Linked DNA regions of Mus musculus: all the other regions are linked to region 1. A link is a contact called in public promoter capture Hi-C data. All regions are on one chromosome and are shown on one strand. Each heading gives the region's core, a stretch centred on a gene start, on an enhancer-like site or on the middle of the called end of the contact. The rest is flanking DNA. Distances are from core to core; before and after follow the strand shown.

Evidence for each region. Promoter capture Hi-C pulls out the DNA fragments that hold promoters and counts their contacts.
Region 2: a promoter capture Hi-C map of hippocampal neurons shows a contact between it and region 1, with 3 times the contacts expected there. The contact joins the enhancer-like site here to the promoter of Asb17 in region 1. A contact is called at or near these places in 12 of 39 promoter capture datasets (the 3T3-L1 cell line, the C10 cell line, HPC-7-derived erythroid cells and 6 more) and 1 of 115 datasets of contacts at active chromatin or transcription factors (differentiating embryonic stem cells).
Region 3: a contact with region 1 is called in a promoter capture Hi-C map of hippocampal neurons, with 2.9 times the contacts expected there. The contact joins the enhancer-like site here to the promoter of Asb17 in region 1. A contact is called at or near these places in 10 of 39 promoter capture datasets (the C10 cell line, cranial neural crest, embryonic stem cells and 5 more).
Region 4: a contact with region 1 is called in a promoter capture Hi-C map of hippocampal neurons, with 2.5 times the contacts expected there. The contact joins the enhancer-like site here to the promoter of Asb17 in region 1. A contact is called at or near these places in 5 of 39 promoter capture datasets (cranial neural crest, embryonic stem cells, hippocampal neurons and 2 more).

The regions. Positions count from the first base shown.
Region 1 is chr3:153,842,184-153,845,842 of GRCm38.p6, reverse strand. Asb17 (ankyrin repeat and SOCS box-containing 17) reads right to left here and starts at 1,596. Exons shown (of 3, transcript NM_025758.4): 1 at 1,110-1,596. The coding sequence starts at 1,510.
Region 2 is chr3:152,864,155-152,867,813 of GRCm38.p6, reverse strand. All of the region lies in intron 2 of St6galnac5 (ST6 (alpha-N-acetyl-neuraminyl-2,3-beta-galactosyl-1,3)-N-acetylgalactosaminide alpha-2,6-sialyltransferase 5), which reads left to right. Among named protein-coding and RNA genes, the nearest start is that of Gm46830, 34 kb to the left of the region's middle. Within about 2 kb of position 1,578, at least 25 of the 459 cell types and tissues checked have an H3K27ac peak or open chromatin away from gene starts, as enhancers often do. A contact at or near this core is called in hippocampal neurons, where this site is marked.
Region 3 is chr3:153,042,731-153,046,389 of GRCm38.p6, reverse strand. No RefSeq gene overlaps it. Among named protein-coding and RNA genes, the nearest start is that of Gm40182, 24 kb to the left of the region's middle. Within about 2 kb of position 1,964, at least 4 of the 459 cell types and tissues checked have an H3K27ac peak or open chromatin away from gene starts, as enhancers often do. A contact at or near this core is called in hippocampal neurons, where this site is marked.
Region 4 is chr3:153,103,948-153,107,606 of GRCm38.p6, reverse strand. All of the region lies in intron 1 of Gm52620 (a long non-coding RNA gene), which reads right to left. Among named protein-coding and RNA genes, the nearest start is that of Gm52620, 28 kb to the right of the region's middle. Within about 2 kb of position 1,811, at least 7 of the 459 cell types and tissues checked have an H3K27ac peak or open chromatin away from gene starts, as enhancers often do. A contact at or near this core is called in hippocampal neurons, where this site is marked.

The DNA.
Region 1 (3,659 bases), core at 347-2,846:
AAGACACCATGACTAAGGCAACTCTTACAAAGGACAACATTTAGTTGGGGCTGGCTTACAGGTTCATACGTTCAGTCCATTATCATCATGGCAGGAAGCACTGTAGCATCCAAGCAGATATGGTGCTGTAGAAAGAGCTGAGAGATTCTACATCTTGATCCGAAGGCAACAGAAGGGGAACTGCCTTGTGTAGGCAGTTAGGAGGAGGCTCTCTTCCACACTGGGTGGAACTTGAGCACTAAGAGTCCTCAAAGCCTGCCTACACAGTGACACACTTCCTCCAATAAGGCCACATCTCCTAATAGTGCCACTTACCATGGGCCAAGGATATTCAATCCACCACAAGTCCTATGGGGGGAGGGAGTTATTTACTATTTCTAGACCCCAGCTACCCATTCATGTGCTGGGATGATCATTCAGGAACACAGTCCTGCATGCTCTGAGCGGCAGAGTGATGCAGCCAGGATGCAGGGCTGCTCCCAGCAGAACCCACCCTGCCTGGTCTCTGACCTGGGCCTTGTGTGTCGCTGACACCTGCTCCTGCCACTGCAGAGATTGTGATGCATAAACATTTTCCTGAATGAAGGAGCCAATGCACATCTGTTCTGATCGGGCCGAGAACTGATTAGCATTGGATCAAACTCTTGAGCTATAAGACAGTCACCTGGAGCTTTTAGTTTCGTGACATTGTCAGACAGATTGACAAGTTCGGGCTGTAAAAAGTTGGCCTGTAAGGACCATGGTTTTCACTGAACTCAGTTGTGGAAGAATTGAAATAAAATTTATTAAGACCTGACACAACGTAGCTGTGTTGACTGAGCACCACTCGTGATAGGAATGTTCTGAGTGAACCGTACGCACACTGCAAGTGTACACTCTCAGGAGACCAAAAGAAGTGGCCGCAGTATGGCGTAAGGCAAGGTCTGTTGCTTTTTAAGGAATTTTCCATGCGTTTGCTAACATTGCTTTCCTTGAGCAGATCCAGCATGACTTGATAGTGCGCACTACAGGTAAAACCCAATGACACATTCCCACCTCACAAGCTGAGCTAAGCAGACAGCCCTGCCCTCTCCCAGACACACCTCTCTCTGGACAAAGCATGAGATTACCTCCATATCAGCGCCAGGCTGCAGCTTCTGTCTTGGACATAGTCCTTCGTCTTCTTGAGAAGCAGTTCCACGAAGTCAGGATTACCTTTCCTGGCGAAAACCCAGTACAGAATGGTATTCACGCATATTTCAGTAAACTCAAGGTTAAAGTTGAGTTCAAAACGGTGTCCTGACTTTTCCACAAAAGCAATATAGTCCGTGAGGAGTATGTCAAAGCCGTCCAAGTCAACATACCTCAGGATTTTTGCCAGGGTTCTGTAAATCCTGGGTTCATAGCAGTGGTATCCCCATTGGCCCAGAAACTGCAGAGAGGGCCGCTTAACTATCTTGTCAACAAGGTTACAGAATATATTGCTTCTTGGAAAAGACGTCTTCCGGCATAATTTAGAAGAGTTATTCATTGCTTCTTAAGGGTAGGAAGAGCACGGTGGGCAGTCATGCTGCCATTCCTCAGTCACAGGCCTTGATAATGTGGGAGGCTCTACTCCAGACGCAGGCGTGCCCCTCATCAGCCAGAGGGAAGGCAGCAGGGTGACATCACAATACCTGCAGAGCCGTCATCAGCCCGGGTCAGAAACCTGAGGCGGTTGTGAAGTTGGTGACATATGAAAAACCTAAAGGATAGCAATGGCATGCAGGAGAGCTAAGAGGAAACTTTACAAAGATTCCACTCTGTCTATGCCGTGTGTCTCTCAGGTGTGAGAAGCACCCTGTGTACATCACACTACATATTAATATTGATTAGTCATGTGACCCTAGTCAGGTACAGCTCGTGAGATCTGCGTGAGTGCTGCCTTCTCTTAGGCCTCACTGGTTCGTTCCCGTGTAGGAGGGAGTCTGCCATCCCCACACGTGACACCCTCGTAAATAAAATCTCGAAATGTGGTTTTGGAATGTTTTTTCTGCAAGCCTGGCAGAAAGTATATAATTGGAATATCATTTAAAAAATAAACACATGGTTTGATATTAAGTACATTAGAAATGCAATTACTTACATAATATAAGGATATAGATTAAATTTTTTAGCCCTTTAAAACTTCAAATCTAGGCTGGACATATAGTTTAAATGGAGAACCCTGGTTTCTGTATTTCAGAGAACAGAGTTGGTCCAGGCATTGGTAAGGATGAAGACCTGGGGCTTCCTATTCTGTCACTTTGCTGACATACCCCATTTCTATATCTTAGATGAAGCATATTACACAATAGATAACAGCTCCCAGGGCCAGTGAGACAGCTTAGTGAGTAAAAGTGTGATGTCAAGCCGAGAAACCTGCGTGGGATCCCAGAACCCAGATGTTAGGAAAAAATGGATTTCTGCAAGTTACCCTCTGAGCACATGCACACAGTGAGATCTGCATATAAACACACACACACATACACACACATTTACACACACACACACACATTTACACACACACAGATACACATACACACACACATAAACACATACATACTTATGCACACATGTACAGAGATACCATGCTTACATACAAAAATAAGATGCAAATCAACATTAAAAACACAACCCATGAGGTTATTGAAATTACCACTTAAAAGTCTTAGTGCATCATTGACTTTTGAGAGACAGGGAAATCGATGGGTTGGATTAATTGGAACATATTTAGTTGGGTTTAATTCTGCAAAGTTTTCCAATGTTTTGTTCTGCCACAATTATGTGGCTCCTTTTATCATTACTTTTATATCATGATGAATCTTCATATTCATCTATAACCATACTTGATGTATGAACTAATATCTTTTGAAAGATGTTTAAATGTTGAGTGTTTCTATCTAGAAACTTAAGATGGACATTCAATTATTTAAGTCTCCCTTTCAGATCAGCCAGTTATGACTTCCTTTTTGAAAGGGATGTATTTTCTTATGTATCTGTGTGTGCATATATGCAGAGGCCAGAAGAAGGCAAATGGCCTTGTCTACCAGTCTGAGCCTGTTCCTTTCAGGCGTACTCTCTCCCTGCGCTCCAGTGATCCTCCTGCCTCAGATCTGGACTCCTGTCCTCATGATTAGAGAGCCTGTTGAACTCTCTCTCCAGCCCAGAGTTTCCATGATTTCCTTCATCAACAACCTTGATACATTTCTCCATACATTTGTTTGTTTCTATGTACTTTATATGGTTAGTAAATAGTTGGAATGGAATTTTTCCATCATATATCTAGCTGTTCACTGTTGAAATGTTAAAAAATACTTGAATTCTTTGTATGGATTTAATTACCAGAAATCTTACTAGGCTTTCTTATTAACCATATTCTTTTCTAGTTTCTTCTTTTGCATCTTCCCCAGAAACAGTGTCATCTGAAAATAAAAATAATTTTGGCATTTTGAGGTCAGGGAAGATTTATATCCACTTCTGGTTCCTGCCTTGCTTACTGGGTAGAAATTTCAAGGCAGTGTTAAACAGCCATTGCTAGAACATTCCTTACTTTGCCTTTATCTTTCCAAAGAAACATCAATGGCCAAAGAAGTCCTGTTCCTCCTCCAGGGCACACGGCGACTTGTCTCCTGCTGACTTGGAGGAAGCTTTAGGTCCTC
Region 2 (3,659 bases), core at 329-2,828, 980 kb after region 1:
GGTTCTCTGTAGTCTATAAGTAGTAGAAGGTTCCAGAAATGTCTGTCCTGATTTCAATTGCAGCCTTTAGGGTGTGCATTCCCTTCTGCTGGAAACCAGCCTGGACACCCTGTTGACTCAGTCAGTGGTTGTTGAACGTTCTTTGATCCAAGCATGGTAGTATGTGACCAGAATCCCAACAACTAGAGAAGGTGAGGCAGGCTGATCACCAGTCCCCATGAGTTTGAGACCAGCCTAGGCAACCTAGCATGGTGTTTTGTCACCCAAATAGAAGGATGTGACAAATCCTCATAGCCACAGGAATTTAGGAGTGTCTGGTGTGTCATGTTATCTGTCCAAATTCTTACCTTATTATTCCATCTCTGTAAACAGAAAGGTCTTACACTCAAGTTACAGATATTCGCACATGCTGGCCAGTGTAACACTTCAGCACAAACATCTAGACAATATTCTGCATTAAAATACTGTTAGACCGAGTTCATAGCACTAAAATAATGCAAGACATTGAGCCAAGGATCTGAATTTTGCCGATGATGAACTAACAGTCCTGATAAGACTGGAGGGGGCTATGTCAACAATTAGACAGGTATGGTCTTCTTCGTAGTCCTGATTGCATTGAAGAAAAGTGTCTTTCAGAGGATTACCCTGTCTTCACATTTAAAATGACCTTAATATGGTTCTGAGAGGCCCTAGAGTGTGAGGAAGTTACAACATTTTGTTTGTTTGTTTGTTTGTTTGATCTTCCTTCCTGTTGCAGATGTGTAGTCTGGGGAAGGGTAGAGGTTTATGTCAGTTACTTCAGGTAGCATTCAAACTTCCCCAAGCTTGGTGAAAACCACAGGAGTCATAGGTTTGTAATTACAACTTCTAAGAGCTGACCAGATGCAGCAAGGCGGGCCTCAGACCCGCTATCACATCTCATCACCCCCCTACCCCTACCCCCAATGATGAGTGCCCATGCTGGCTGAGAGCAGGGACTTCAGGGGAGCTGTGGGTAGGGATTCCTCCAAGTGGCCTCTGAGTTTCCTGAGCTTTCTCCCAGCATGGCTGCCAGACACTGGAGCTAAGGAGCTCAGAACAGAGGTGTGGCAAAAGCTCCAAGGTCAGACATCACCATGTCCCACTGTCTGCTGTTGGCTGGGAGAGACACACTCTGATTACCTCACGTTGGGGCAAGGAAAACGAAGTACTGCCGCTTACAAGGACTATGTACTAAAACCAACAGTCCAAGCAGTCTCGTCTCCAAACTGCAGTCACACAGTTCCTCCATCACGGCTTAGTGACTCACATCCTGGAGAGTAAGCCCAGCATCCGAATCAGCTAGGTCTGGGGTATATTGTTCTTCTAGCTCCCACGTGAAGTTCTGTGAAAGCAGCATCAGCTTTCCCCCTCCTCCTCCCCCCCTCAACCCACCCCCACTGCACCCCCTCCCGCCCCACGAGCGGCTTCTGGAACCAGCAGTATTCTCAGGTTGGTAATGACTTCATTGTAGTTTAGCACCACTGTGTGCAGCTGGGATTCTGAAGGTGGCAGGTCTGTTTCCGGAGGCATCCCGAAGATGGGTGGTTGGCCGTATCCATTGTGCACGGAGCGGCATCGCTCACGCCTGCCTTTGTGCTGCACAACAGCGCCTGTTCATCAGTGTGATCCATTATACCCGGCTTTCTACTTCTGTCTCTCTGTGCAGATTCCATTCTCTTCTCTGATTGCTTTTGCTTCTTAGACCATTACTCTAGTTGATGGTGCCAGGTTATCATTGGACCCCATCTCGCTCTCCAATAAGCCTGTGATTGATACTAATCTTCCTCATGGGACACATTTTATGGGATGCACAGTAGAAGCCTCTTTCTAAATCTTAGCTTCTATATGCTGACAATTTACGGGGTTGTGCCTCTCACCCGTGTCAGAAGGCTTCAGGGAAACTTTAGGATCGTAATCAGACCTCCTAATAAGAATATCTATGCCTTTTATATACAGACAGTCACTCACTTCCTTCAGACCGAGCTACACCCCCATTGGTACTCTCTCCCTCCAGCTAATAAGACACACACCTAGCCCAGTGCTATCTGGGCTGTAGCCAGTTCCTAGAAACTCAGCGTGGATCATTTGTCTCTTCTGAGGAGAGTGGAATTTTAATTATACTAATGAAAGCTTTCATTTGCCACCACGTCCATAAAAACAGAAAATTAAGGTAGCTACAGACACCTCACTGAAGCAGACACCTTGCTGACACCCTGCCTCTCCCTGGAAGATGAGCTGCTGAGACGTTTACAGGCACACAACATAACCCTCAGATTAACACATGCCTTGGAGTTAAAACTTTCCAAACAATATTTTAGGAAAAGTTTTGATTTCTCAGGAGAAATTGTGCCTTAAGATAGAAAGCAAGTGCCGTGCACTTTTCGCTTGGGGCACTGTTAGGGTCTCTGTCTTTTAAGTGGCAGCATCCAGAAAATAGACTTCTAGGAGTCTAAACCTTTACACAGTCTAGTGATGGGCACCAGCTGGTTTACTCAGAGCTAAGGAAGTTCTTCTCTTGCTTCAGTCCAGCCGTGCTGCAGACCAGCAACACTCCACAAAACTGGCTGTGCTTTATATTGTGATTTTAAAATTCCAATCCAATTGTATATATTATGGAAAATAAATGCACAAAAACTATGGTTGTTTTTTTTTCAGTGCCAGGGGTGGTGGCACACACTTGTAATCCCAGTCTGAGTGGAGGGAGACAGCGCATCCCAGCAGCTTGATGGTCAGCCATTCTAACCTCAGTGACTTGCAGGCCAGGGAGAGACCCTGCCTCAAAAAACACAAGGTGAATGATATCTAAAGAAGCAATTCTGAGGTTGTTCTCTGGCTTTTACCCACACATATGTACACAAGTGTACCTATACACATATACATGCACACATCCGTGCACTCTTGAGCGAGCACACACACCTTTAATGACTGGACCTCACAGGTATCCTGTGATCTGCATCTGAAAGTGGGTCCTCCTCAGGGCTGGCTTTTAGGAGGTGGGAAACTGCCTGTTTTTCCTCATCTGATATGGGGATTTCAGAAATGTCTTTGCCATTCGAGGCCCAGAAACTACAGAGAACACATGGGCAGGGGACCCGCCTGTTCACACAGGCTAAGGTACGACCTATGCAGAAGGAGTGCCATCCACACAGCTGGAGCATGCCAAGACCTGACCATCCCCAGAGCACCAGAACCCCCTCCCCAGCCTGTCTGGGTATACTTGGAGACTCCTCCTATCTCCAAAGCCCATCTGCTGTGAACCACCTTTCAGCATGTTCTCAGCAACGGTCAGATTGCCTCCATGGTCCTTCAGCTTTCTGTATCCTTCACCGGTCCCTGCCCTGTAGCTTCCATTTACTCTAATCATAAACATGGCAGTACTGGAAGGATGCCGATGCAGATGTCGATGCCGATGCCGATGTCGATGCCGATGCCGATGCCGATGCCGATGCCGATGCCGATGCCGAAGTCTTTACCATCGTTCTGTGTCCTAGGATGATGCTAAAATCCCCGATTCCCCACCACAACCACTTAGGCTTGAGGATTCTCACACTCGAACCCAGTTTACTAGGTAAGAATCAGGTTGTCTTGGGTACCTGAGTCTTTCCAGACTGGGCCATGGAATATCAAGTTCGACCTGG
Region 3 (3,659 bases), core at 715-3,214, 800 kb after region 1:
TCCATTAAGTCTATGACCTACTTGGTATTCATTCTTTTGTTCCTATGATAGTTAATCTTGTCAATTTGATGGAATAGAGTCACCATGGAAACAAACCTCTGTATGGGAGTCTATAGTCTGTGCAGAAATCTATAGTCAGTGTAGGAGTCAATAGTCTGTGCAGGAGTCCATAGTCTCTGTGTGGGGGTCTACAGTCTATGAGTGTGGGAGAGTCTATAGTCTATGTGGGGAGGAGGGTTAACTGAGACAGACCTACTCACCCTCAATGTGGAGTGCTGACCTGGTTGAAAAGGAGAAAGCTGAATAAGCATGAGCATCCATGACCTTTTGCTTCCTGACTGTTGATGCAGTGTGATCAGTCAATTCAGGCTTCTGCTGCCAAGTCCTTTGTACCACAATGGATTACACTCATGTAGGAGCCAGAGAAAACCCTTAACTTGCCTTTGTCAGGAATTTTGTTACAGAAATGAGAAACATAACTAATACAATCTCCAAACACATAAATGTATATATATGTACATATACATATGTACATATATATATATGTATATATATATACACACACATACACACACACGTGTGTGTGTGTGTGTGTGTGTGTGTGTGTGTGTGTGTGTGTGTGTGTATGTGTATTGGTATATAGGTATATACCACGTCTAGTAGTTGGTATAGTAGTTGGTATTATTAATATTGTCAGGAGCTAGCATATGGAGAAAAGCTAAGTAGAAGCCTCTAAGCATAAGATAAGGAACTAAAATTATCATGTCTCAGCAGGCATTGGTGCCACTTCTAGGCCTGAAGGGCATGGCATTAGTCACCCAATCATCACACCACATAACTCACAAGTCTGGCCTCCATAATGAAGCAGATGGATCCTGGAGGATGACTGTATAGTGGTGAAAATCTGAAAAGCAGGAGCCTTGACTGCAGCTGCTGTGCTAGATACGTTATCTATGGCAGTGCAGATTAGCACAAACTCACATGTAGGCTGTACAGCTATTGATCTGGCAAATGAATTCTCTTCCATCGCTATCAGGAAAGAGGATCAGAAATAGCTGCACTAACTTGGAAAGATATGCTTGCAGTCTTGCCTAGGGCTTTGTGAAGGAGACAGCCCACGGGGCAACAAGTGACCACATGGTGTGAACTGCTCACCATGACCTGGGCTCCCTCAGACTCCCCAGCTCATAAAACTGGATGGGCTCAGCAGCAATCCACCTTAAATTAGAAGTGGTTCAAGAAGCCGGAAGGCCCGTGGCTTCCCAGCTACTCTTTTGCATCAGCATGAATCCTTTACCAGTCACTCTTCAACACCTTGGGCCCCATGGGAGATCACTCATGACCCACTTGTGATGTGGAATAGACTCTCAGCTCTGGTTCACAGGTAGGTCACTCTGGTACGGGAGAGAAGGCTAAGAGTGAAGGGAGCAGCCTACAGACTCACCGGGAGATAACCCAGATAAACCACTGTGGATGGAATTCTCCCTTCAAAGCAAAGCTTTTGGATAATAAAGTGTTCTCATTGTTGTAGCCCAAATACTTGACAAGAAGCAACTTAAGAAAAAGAATTTATCTGAGCTCCTGGTTTGAAGGCACAACACATCACGCTGGTAGGAGTGGCTCTCTGTAATAATGGGAGGAGCATGAGGCTGGCTGCCCAGATCCTGGGCGAGCAGGAAACAGGGCTGAGACAGGAAGTCATCCCATATGAACGTCAAGGCCCTCCCCAAGAAGAATCTATGCTGCAGATGCTCTGCGATGGCTACCAGCGGGGGAGTGGGTGACAAGGCAGGATGTACCCACTTCTACCTGCTAGGCTTCACCTCTCAAAGCATCTGCAATTTCCCCCAGGAGCATCGACAGCCAGGGACCAAATCCTCAGACACACAAGCCTGTGGGGGACGCTGTGTACTCATCCCTATGTAGGCAGGCTATAGGCACATCTAGCTTGTGTCAGTGAGAACTGGCTCCAGGTGAGAATGCTGGTGACAGCCTAGACAGAAAGGACAGAGATGAGGAGCAAGAAGCTCTAAAGAAGAGGGACTTGCAGCCGAGCCCGGGCGGATGGTAGGCTGCCGAGGAAGTACTGCAGCTTACTTCCCACACACCACCTCTCCATCTGCCTATTGCATTCCCACGTGTTGAAGAAGGGGAAACAGCCCAGGAAGCCTACAGGTCACCCACAAGCACTACCTGAGACATGAACATCAACTCTCTGCGCTGGAATGGACTCTCAGTGTCTGGTGTTGCATAGAGCAGTGCATAAGACAGTTTTCATGAATACCTGAGGGAAAATGGTTGGACAGCAAGCAAGTAGCTTGGTTAGAGTTCTCCAATGAACAGTTTCTGAGCTCTGTACCCCACTGTCGAGTCTTGCCTTCTTGGCTATACTGCAGTTGGAGAGGAGGATATAGAATAAAGACCATTGATTCAACTGCATTTTCTCTCTCTCTCTCTCTCTCTCTCTCTCTCTCTCTCTCTCTCAATCTCTCTCTTTCTCTCACTTAATCTCTCAATCTCTCCCTCTCTCAATCTCTCTTTCTCTCTCTCAATCCCTCTCTCTCTCTGTCTCTCTCTCTCAAGTTTGGACAACTAGACTGCTTGCTAATAATTTGCAGATTAATCATTATCATAATGGTAAAATTAAGAAAGAATAGTTATTGAACCATTTTTAGTAAACCATCTTAGAGAAAAGTGATATCTCACAAACAAACTTCATTTCATAAAAATTAATGCTGCTTTCTAAGTGAGGCTCCCTGGCTGTAGATGGCTTTTCCAAACATACAGACACAGGGCTGTGCCAAGTTCAGAAATGGACAAGTGTTTGAATGACTTTCTTAAATTAACCGTGCAATGTTTTCATTTGTGAGTCAATTTAAAAAATGCTTTATTTTTTAAAAATCCATGTTAACTTTCTGTCACAGTATTCCTGACCTAAATTCTCTCATTGATGCTCACATACAATGCTCTGGGATGCTTGAAATTTTCTTACATATTCCAACAAACTTTTCTTCGGAACACTTAAGGTAACAGAAGAGTACATTTTATTAAAATTTCTGCAGTGTTCGTTGCAAAAGCAATGAAGCCAAGACAGGCAGCCTCAATGATTCTTGTTGGGACTTTGCCAGGAAACTTGGTAAGGTAGAGAGGATCTGAGTCCACAGAAACTCGGGTACACACCTGAGACAGTAGGCAGCTCCCTGCTCCCTGTCAGATTCCTGACCTGGATCACGTGACCGGTGGTCAGGTAGGCTCAGAACAGAGTTCTCCATGCTAATGAGGTACCTAGAGGCCCTGAGGGCTTAGCCAATAAGCTTCCCTTCCCAGGCATTCCACCCTGCAGAAGGTATTTAATCTCTGGTCTACCCTGAGGAGGTGGTGTGCATCCATTCTCTGCAATGAGCAAGCAACATGAGCTAAGGAACGTCCAATTTCCCCATTTCCCATTGTTTTCTAGATGGGCCTTGCATTTGGTGTGCCATATTTTGCAGATTTCCTTTTCTGGTTCCTTGATCAAAGCCTTTCCATCCAGCCCTCCTGATGCACGAGATGAGAATGCGCCTGAGCTGTGGAGAAGGGAATCTCCCCCCTTCACCTCACCCCTGTGCCTTGGACTGACAGTGCTGGAGGAGTGCTCCCCGACTCCTCCCCAGTCCACA
Region 4 (3,659 bases), core at 562-3,061, 740 kb after region 1:
TAGGATGTAAATCTTTTGGCCATGGGACCATCTGGTGCTTTCCAAAGCCTGCTTCATATGCTGTTTTAAAACAATCATCCCCTTGGTGTGTGATTCACGACACCATCCGCCTTCCACTAAACCTGAGCTAATTGTGTGACCTCTTCCTTTCATCTTCTAAGATTCCAGAATTGTGTACAATTCTAGAAATGTACACTCTTTACTGGAGTTAACAGCCCCCATCACTGGATGGAAACACAAGGGAAGTAGGCTCAGAAAGTCATGCTGTCAGCCCTGGCCATACAAACATTTCACCTGGTACTTCCATATGACCTTCAAATATGACCTTCAAAGGCTACATAGAGTGCCCAGGTTCCTGGCAGCCCCTGCATCACTAATCCCATACATACATTATTTTTTGCTTAGTGAATAGATGCTGAAGGGGAATTCTGATAGCAAGGCTTGCTCATATCACTCAGGCCATTACTGACCTGGACCTAACAGGCAGAGCCTCATGGGAAAAACCTCAATGACAAAGTCTTACCTCTTAGAGAAGAGATTTGGACTGTTCTCTCAGCATTCCTTAGAGTTCCCAGTCCACTCTCAGATAACTTGGTCTATACTGTTCTCTTGCAGCTCAAAGTCTGTCTATTCATATTCTACTCAGATCAACTTTGTAATTTTTGGCAGTGGCCGAGGCATTGACAGAGGTATGCAAAGATTAATGTATAAAAGTAACATATCCGCTTGATTTAATTCTCATCTCATAGGCTTACTGCCTCCATCTGCTAACCTTGGCCTAGTCCTGGAAGGTTCTAGCTTCCATACAATGTAAACTAGGCCTAGAATGTTTTCAGCCTCTGAGACTCCTGAATAAGCTCTTTCCTTTCTAGTTCCTTCTGTTCTCTGGTTGGCTGACTCAACTCCGCTGTTCTGGCTCAAACTTCTCTCCAAGCTAACTGATTCAATCTGGCTTCTCTCTTGGCCTCTGACTTTTTTCTCTCTGCTTGGCCACTAATTCTGGCAATCTGTTCTAATCTTCTGGCTTCTTCTCATTCTCTGGCTTGATCTGTCTTCACCTGTGCCTAGTTGTTCTCTCTTCAACCTGTCTCTAGAAATCTTTCCTGGTAAAACTGCCTCCTCTCCTCTCGCTGCTGTCTCTTAAGGAGTCTCACTTTTCTGTCTGTTCTTGTGAGAGTTGTGTATACCCTATTCTGTCAACTCTTTCTCTGATTTGTCTATTTGTCTGCCACTCTATTAGATATCACTTTCAAACATGGGGGCTTCCTTCCAAAAACTAATTTTACCTTTATTGTTTGGTATTAAAGATGTGTGCTAAGGCTGAGCCTCACTACAACTAGGAACAGCTTTTTCCAGTAAACAACACCATCTTGGGGTTCACAGTTGTGATAAACTATCCTGCAACATGAATGAGCTATGGTGCATGCTCTCAAAAACTGATTCCAAGGTTTCTAAATATAATACAACACAAAGTAAAATTTATTTCAGTGGCATTTACAGGAAGAAGCCACAGAAGGACAGTGTTGGGAGCCTCAGGTAGTGCCACGTGACATTAGGATGCATGACTCCACTGAAAATAACAGCTGATTCTGACTTACAGGAGGGGAGAGTGGATTCAATAACAGGGTACAGAGTATTGTTTAAAATTCTGGGAGAGCCGGGCATGTTGGCTCCACCGACTACAGCATGTCCAAAATCACACAATGCAAAGATGTTCTGATGAAGCCAGCAGAGCGGGCACAGAGTCTGTGATGAGTTCTTCCAACCAATCCAGAACCAGCCTCTCTGCCTCTGAAAACTGGCTGCTGCCTCTCTCCAGAGAAGTGTGGGCACAGCCCTGCAACACAGCCCTGCTCTGTCCCTTGCCAGCAGGCAGCTCCGAGCACGCTCTGGCTGTCTCTCTTTGCCAAAGAACAGATCATACATCCATACCTTGGCCTCCAAGTTTGGGGAAACAATTGTGTTGTTTTCAGTTTCTCTAATTAAAAGCTATCTTTTCTGACAATCAGATTGGACACACATATACATACCCACACTCACACATTCTAAAGTATGTTCAGACATCAGGGTGGGCAGCATTCAGTGAACTAGTTCACTCCATTGATCAAGTTGTATTGGCAACCCAGCTGAAGGGGAGGAGATCTTTGATGTGATCAGCCCATTTTGGCCCCAGTGTCCACTTCCATTTGTTCAATGAGATAATGGCTTGGTTTTTTATCACTTATTCCCATCCTGTGGTCTCTTTTATCTTAGAACATTTTGCAGTCTCCCGTAGTGAGCTGGTCTAATCCTGGATGCTCAAATTTATTTAATCATGATATTTTTTTTATTTGTGCCCAGGAATATAAACAAGGCTTTATTAAAAGAGTCAATCTAACTTAAGTGGTGGTGGGGAGGGATAATTCTTTTAAATTAGAAGATAGTGTGGGAGAAAAGTAGGTTTTATAGCTTGTGTTTTCAAAAGGACAACTGGGTATAATACTTTAGAGGTGTGTGGTTCCTCTCACAAGTAGGATTCCTATGAACTATTGATTTAGATGCAGTGTAATCAACCATTTTTTTCTGGTAATAATCAATAGAAAGACAATAAACATGATAATATAGAATTATTTGGGGTCAAGGAACAAAGAAGAAATTCTCCCCACGCATTTAGCAAGCTGCTGTGGACCAGGACTTCCCCCAAAGGGCTCCGATTCACTAACAGACACCCCTTTAATTTCTTCTGACCACCAAGTAAGAAGCTTCGAGTAATTAAGTGGGATTTAAAGCAAACGGTCACAAAGCACAGTGCGTGCTCTGAGCTTCAGACTCTTACAGCTGTGGTCACCTGATGTTGTAACAGGACTCTGTAGAATATAAAGCCCTACGTATCTGTCCACCCATCCCAGTTCCCATTCCAATAGCCCTGCTGTAGCCACAGGCACACAGACAAATGGCCAGGGGCTACATTTTTACCAGCAAGCCACCATCTAATCTATCACAAATTGAATGTCAGGCCAAGCTCTGCAGGGTAAGGCACTTCCCCCCAAACCTGATTACCTCAGTTGGATTCCCAAGACCCACATCATAGAATAAGAAAACCAATTCCTGTATGTCATCCTCTGACCTCTATATGCCTGCAGAGGTGTGTGCACCTATGTGAGCATGCACTCACATGTATGCACACACGTAAGCACACACATGTACATGCATATACACATATGCGCAGGCACACACTCACATGCACAAAATAAACACAAGAGTTTTTAAAAAATTGTATGCCATGAGTACAGTTTCATTCTATTTCTCTGTCTGTGGATTCCTATCCTTTCTCACAGACCTCTGGCCTTGTGCTCATGCTTGCCTCTCTAGCTCTGGAGCCCTGGTCTACACTCAGTGGTATCCCCACTCAGCAACTGGAGAGCCTTCTGGAATACTGGTTCCCTCCCCCTCCCCTCCCCTCCCCTCCTCTCCCCTGTGTGTTCTTTGTGTGTATATTTGGATTTAGACTCATCTGGTTTTTAATTTTGTACTTAATTTTTTACTCACTGAGTAACAAAGTCCTCAGGAAGTTATTTGACCCTTCTATGCTTTGGCCTCTACATCTTAAAATGAAAAATAATTCTTTTCAACATGGAAATTACGGATTAAATGAGCAAATGTGTTCTAAGTGCCTAGAG